Regions from separate parts of the Macaca mulatta genome. Here region 1 is linked to region 2. A link is a contact called in public Hi-C data. All regions are on one chromosome and are shown on one strand. Each heading gives the region's core, a stretch centred on a gene start, on an enhancer-like site or on the middle of the called end of the contact. The rest is flanking DNA. Distances are from core to core; before and after follow the strand shown.

Evidence for each region. A called contact is a pair of places that touch in the nucleus more often than the background predicts.
Region 1: a Hi-C map of fetal cortex germinal zone shows a contact between it and region 2, with 1.7 times the contacts expected there. The contact joins the promoter of ZNF454 here to the promoter of LOC144329390 in region 2. A contact is called at or near these places in 2 of 14 Hi-C or Micro-C datasets (cortical neurons and fetal cortex germinal zone).

Annotation. Positions count from the first base shown.
Region 1 is chr6:187,848,923-187,851,903 of T2T-MMU8v2.0, reverse strand. ZNF454 (zinc finger protein 454) reads right to left here and starts at 1,324. Exons shown (of 6, transcript XR_013395037.1): 1 at 1,074-1,324.
Region 2 is chr6:187,804,602-187,807,346 of T2T-MMU8v2.0, reverse strand. It overlaps LOC144329390 (ZFP2 zinc finger protein), which reads right to left and starts at 1,450. Exons shown (of 6, transcript XM_077937510.1): 1 at 1,376-1,450. The region is part of intron 8 of ZFP2 (ZFP2 zinc finger protein); the gene reads right to left.

The DNA.
Region 1 (2,981 bases), core at 75-2,574, 45 kb before region 2:
GCTCCCCATTCTCTCTCCTACCATACACTGACTTTTCCTTGCAGAAAGCCTGTTCCAGGCCCAGATCTCATGCCTTCCACCCATCCTCTGGTCTTTCCCTTCAGCCTCACTGGGCGATCTCAAGAGAATTTTTTTTTTTGAGACAGAGTCTCGCTCTGTCACCTAGGCTGGAGAGCAATGGCATGATCTTGGCTCACTGCAAGCTCCGCCTTCCGGGTTCAAGCGATTCTCCTGCCCCAGTCTCCTGAGTAGCTGGGATTACACGCACCCGCCACCACGCCCGGTTAATTTTTATATTTTCAGTAGAGACCGGTATTTCACCATATTGGCCAGGCTGGTCTCGAACTGCTGACCTCAGGTGATCAGCTCGCCTCAGCCTCCCAAAGTGCTGGGATTACAGGCGTGAGCCACCGCACCCGGCCGAGAATTATCTCTTTAACAAGTTATTCGGCTCCAGAATCCACCAGGATGTACCCGAAAAGGTGGAAGCGATGGGCAGAGGCAACTGAGGGCAGAGTGTGGGTTCGATTGGATTGGAAGACCGCTCCGCTCTCCCTCGGCGGCTTTGGAACAGCTGCCTTATCTGGGAGTGACAGGAGAAGTGGAAAAGGAGGGTCGTCGTCTTCCTCCTCAAAAAGGAGGCTAAGAAGGCTGGCTCTTCACTGTTGCAGCCTTTCAGGCAAACCCTTCTCTGGCCTCAGGGTTCTCACTCTCTGGGGCCCAGTTTGGGTGGCCTGGAGTCACAGGTGGGCAGAAGCGGCGTTTGTGTGAGTTGGGGGAGGGGAGAGGGAAGGGTCAGGAGCCCTAATCACACACAACCCCCTCCCGCCGCTGCCGCTTCGCCGGGTCCCTCGGGGGCTGCTGCACCGGCCGCCTCCGGCCTCGGAACCACGCCAGGCGCGTATCTACCACCTGAGCGGAAACCCGGGGCTTCTCAGAGTCCGCTCCAAGACACAGGCCAGAGGCCCTGGCTCCATCTCCTCCACAGGCACTCACAGACTCGACCCCAAGCCCAGGATGACCACCCCTGGCCGTCCTCTCTCTCTCTGTTTGGGATCAAATCTCAGACATACATTCCGGGAAGTTTGGGGCATTGGATCAGCGTCCTGCAGAAGGGACCACAACCGCACCTCCTCGGCTTTGCCTCCGCCCTTCTCCCCAGACGACCTCACGACCGCTCCCGCTCTCCCTCTGCGGCTTTGACCACCGTGCCTGGTCACCCCCGTGTCGCCCTTCGAGGAGCCTCTGCCGGCGGCGAGAGATCGCAAGCGCCACATCGCAGTCGGAACACAATGAGCTGGAGTCTGCAGCCGGGAGCTGAACTGCGCTTGCGCGTTGCCCTGGGAACCGTTGGGCCGAATTCCCACAAGTCTCAGGGCTGCTGCGGTTCCGCCGGCCAGACTCCACTTCCCAGAGGGAGAATCGGCGGAGACCGTGCTGCCTTGCGCCTGCGGGAACAGGGCCCCGCCCCCCGGCTTCAGGCGCGGAAACTACCTTTCCCAGAGGCCCCTTCGCGCCGACCTCGGCGCGCTCATCAGAATCTAGAACCTGGTGGATTCTGGAGCTGAATGAACTTACGGAATCGGTTCCGTTCCGTTCGCTTTAGAACCAGGTCTCTGCCTTGCACGAAGGCCCAGGAAGATGCAGACGAGCGAAAAGCTGCAGATGGGACAAGGGAGGTTAGTCCAGGGGAGCGACGCCCGATCGCCGACGAGAGAGGACGGGGAAGGTCCGGAAGACGGAGTAGGAGGCGACCGGGCGCGTTCCTGACGGGGACCGCGCGGAAAAGGCCTGGAAGGCGGCAGGTTTGCGCCTTGGCCTGGCAAGCGCCCGACGCTTCCAGCCTGGCCCCGCGGGCGGGCCAGTGCGTGCTGGGGTGGAGACGCCACAGCCGTTAACGCGTGTGCGGTGCGGGGGGACAGGATGTCGGGCAGGGATGTCCCGCTTGGCACCTCAGGACAGAGCCCATGGTGGCCGGCGGCCCCTGGAATGTTCGGGACGCAGAACACTTCGTGCCTGAGGACTTCTCAGAGGTGGGGAAGAGGGAGAGGAAGGAGCCTGGATACCAGGAAGTCTGCATCCTGGACAGCTGGGTGGTATTTAGAAGGTGGTATTTATTTTTTTGACCATATTTTGCAGAGACTGGCAAGGATGAGATGATGCCTAAGAATATCCAACGGGAGATACTTGGTTGCTTTTGAATAGGTAATTTGCATGGCGCTCAGGAAGGAAAGATGAGAGGGTTTTAACTTTGTGGGTGGTGAAAAAAATCAGGAACGTGACCCGTTTGTCACATTCGGAATCGTTGGCCACGTTTTAGGAAGCAGTGTCAGTGACTACAGCATTCTGTTTGGAGTTTTATTGAAGATTTCATTCTATAGACATTTTGGAGCACTTATGTGTCAAGTGCTTGGCAAGGCCAGGGGCAGCCCCTGTAGCAGTTCCCAGGGACCCCGTAAAGCACCAGAGGGGATGTTGTGTGAGTATGGCTGGTAACCCTTCTCTCTCCCCTCCCTCGTGACTCCAGGTCACTCAAACTGGGCCCCGGAGAGTGAGAACCCAGAGTCCAGGGGCTGGAGAAATGGCTGTGAAACCCCTGCACTCATGGAGTTTTAATTGTACTAGAGGAGGGGTCAGACAAGTAGAAAATACTTATTGGATAGTGATAACACTACTGTTAGGGGTCAGGGTGTGATGGGACGGAGAATTATTTCAAGCAGCAGTTTTGGAAGTTCTCTTTGAGGAGGTAACATCTGAGCAGAGATGTGAATACAGTGAGGGAGGAAACGACGTGAACGTGTGGGTAAAGTACCTTCTAAACGGAGGCAACAGAAATGCTGTCCAGAGAGAAGTGTGCTTGGTCAACTCCAGGCTTGGCAAGGTCAGTATGACTGGCGAGGGCCTAGTGAACAAGGAAGAGTGCGAGATGGTGTTGCAGGGGTAACTACAGGCCTTGAAGGAAGGAAATTTGGATTTATTCT
Region 2 (2,745 bases), core at 201-2,700:
CAATCCTATCTTTTGCACCTCTCAGAAGTTCAAGAGAATACTAACATTCACAGTTGGTGTGGGTAAATCTCGCACTCTTACACTGCAAGTGTTTGTATAAACTGGAACTTTTCTGGAGGGAATAAGACAGGAAGTATCAAAAGCCTTACTGTACCCTTGACCTAGAAATTTCACTTTAAGAGACTTTTTTTTTTTTTTTTTTTTTTGAGACGGAGTCTTGCTCTGTCGCACAGGCTGGAATGCAGTGGCCAGATCTCAGCACTTTAAGAGATTTATAGAATAAGACAAAATGCAAAGATGTATGCAGCCAGATGGCCTATATTGTTTATAATACTGGGGGGGGAAAAAAAAAAAACCCTAACACAAAAACCTAAGGAGAGGATTAAATACGAGGATCCATACTTTCCCTCACACTCATTAAAACGACGACGTATTTAAAATCTGGTATAAGTAGATGGCGTCAACATATTGAAATGCTTTTTTTTCAGGTGTATTCTCTATCTTCATTGGATGTTTAGGCCAGTAAAAAACTATGAGGCTTAAGATTTGTGCACTTCAAACCCCTTACCAAACGCATCTCATGACTCAATTCTAAAAGATAGATGGTGAAAAAGTTACTAATATTCATATTTGTTTAAAAACAAAGCGCAAAGTGTTTCTACGCTTATACACATATTCACGCTGCCATGCAGATTGATATATATTTTGAATGATTGTTTTAATCTGAATTTTCTAGTTGCGCTACAGTGAAATGGCTTAAGGGAAAAAAAAGATTCCGAGGTAGAAACCTGCACCACGTTGGCCTCCCAATTCTTATTGAGAGATGGGAGGTGAACCCACGCCAGCGCCCTCCAAATGAGAACCAGAGGGCGGGTCCCCAGACACGGTTTACACAAAGGGCAGATGCTGCGCAGGGAGACCCGGCCTGTCGCCCAGAATCCCCAGGATGTCTGCGGGGCAGGTTCGCTCCACGTTCGCAGCATCTGCCCTGTCCCAGGACAAAACTGCGCGCGGCTGGGGAAAGCCAAGGAGGAACCTGGCTCTGAGCGACTCCTGGAACCTTGGGCCCCTCCCTGACCCGTGGTGGCTGGTGTGGCCCTTGTTCGAGCCCCCATCCCCGCTGCTCCCGGGCTGTGATTCCTCCTTGGCGCCTGACCAGGACCGCGCTGGAGGTCGGCAGCCCGTGTGCTCCTGCCGCCAGCTCCTGGGGAAGGAGCGCACCGGGAGCTGGAGGCCGCGCCCCCGGCCCATCTGCGGCGGGCCCGCCCCTCAGCCCTCAGGAGGCAGGGGCCTCGCCCAGCAGTGCGGAGCTCCTCCTGCGGGGGCCTACGAGACTCAGGCTGGCGCACACCCCCGCCACCGGCCCTGCACTCACCCTCTCCCAGCAGGAGCGCAGGAGCGGGAGCAGTGGCGACCGACGCAGCCGCGCCCGGCGCTTACGGCCCGGAGCGCCGGACTACATTTCCCACAAGGCAGCGGGGCTGCAGCGCGAACAGGCCGTCGGAGTGCGCAGGCACGGGGGCCCAGAGGGCAAGGCTGTGCCAGTGGCCCACTGTGTGGCCGCTGCAGGTCATCGGTGTGTCCAGGCGGGACGCGGGGTTCCCAGGCGGCCCCTTACCCCGCCTAAAGAACTCTGTCTGGCCAGGTGTGGTGGCTCACGCCTGTAATCCCAGCACTTTGGTAGGTGGTGGATCACCTGAGGTCAGGAGTTCGAGACCAGCCTGACCAAAATGGAGAAACCTTGTTTTCACTAAATATGCTTTAAAAAAAAAAAAGAAAAGAAAAAAAAAGGCCGGGCATGGTGACGCATGCCTGTACTCCCAGCTACTTGGGAGACAGGCAGAATTGCTTGAACCCGGGAGGTGGAGGTTGCACTGAGCTGAGATTGTGCATTGCACTCCAGCCTGGGCAACAAGAGTGAAACTCTGTCTCAAAACAGACAAGCAAAAAATTAGCTGGGCACGGTGATGTGCACCTGTAATCCCAGCTACTCTGGAGGCTGAGGCAGGAGAATCGCTTGAACCCGGAAGGCAGAAGTTGCACTGAGCTGAGCTCGTGCCATTACACTCTAGCCTGGGTGACAGAGCAAGACTCCGTCTCAAAACAAAAAACAAAAAGAAAAGAAAAAGAGTCTCTCTTTGGAGTCTGTGGGCATCCACCCCATGGGGAGGGGAGGTGGCCTTGGCTAAGCCTCACTGTCCTCTGAAAGCATGGAACCCAGAGGTCCTCCTTACCAAGGAATAACGAAGAGATGAGGCTGCACAGTGCCGCACGTGTTGCGGGCCTCTCAGGAGTCACTACCACACCCCGTCCCCCAGCTCACTCACTGTCAGGCACTGCTCGGAGTGCTTCAGAATTATCAATGTACAGAATGTAGACAAAATCTCCATCAGTTAAATGTGTGGCCTATGTTTGGGTAATTTCAAATGGATCTGCCACTTTGGAACTTGGAGAAGTGCAGATCAACGTAGTAGCTTATATGGTAACACTTGGTTTTCTAAAGGTAGCTGCTAATTTCCTCTGCTTCTTTCACGGTGACAAAGACACTCTCCTTACCCAAACTTTAGGCCTCTAAGCCCCTCTTTTTAACCAGGCCTTGTCCTGGGCCTGCAAGTCCCTAGAATCCTGCTAGAGAGCCAATCCTCAATAGTTAGCCAAATTTCTCATCTGCCACCTTGAAGTCTTAAGTCCTTGACCTGCCTTTAGCGACAATCCCCATACCCCTGATGTCTGCTTTTAGACATT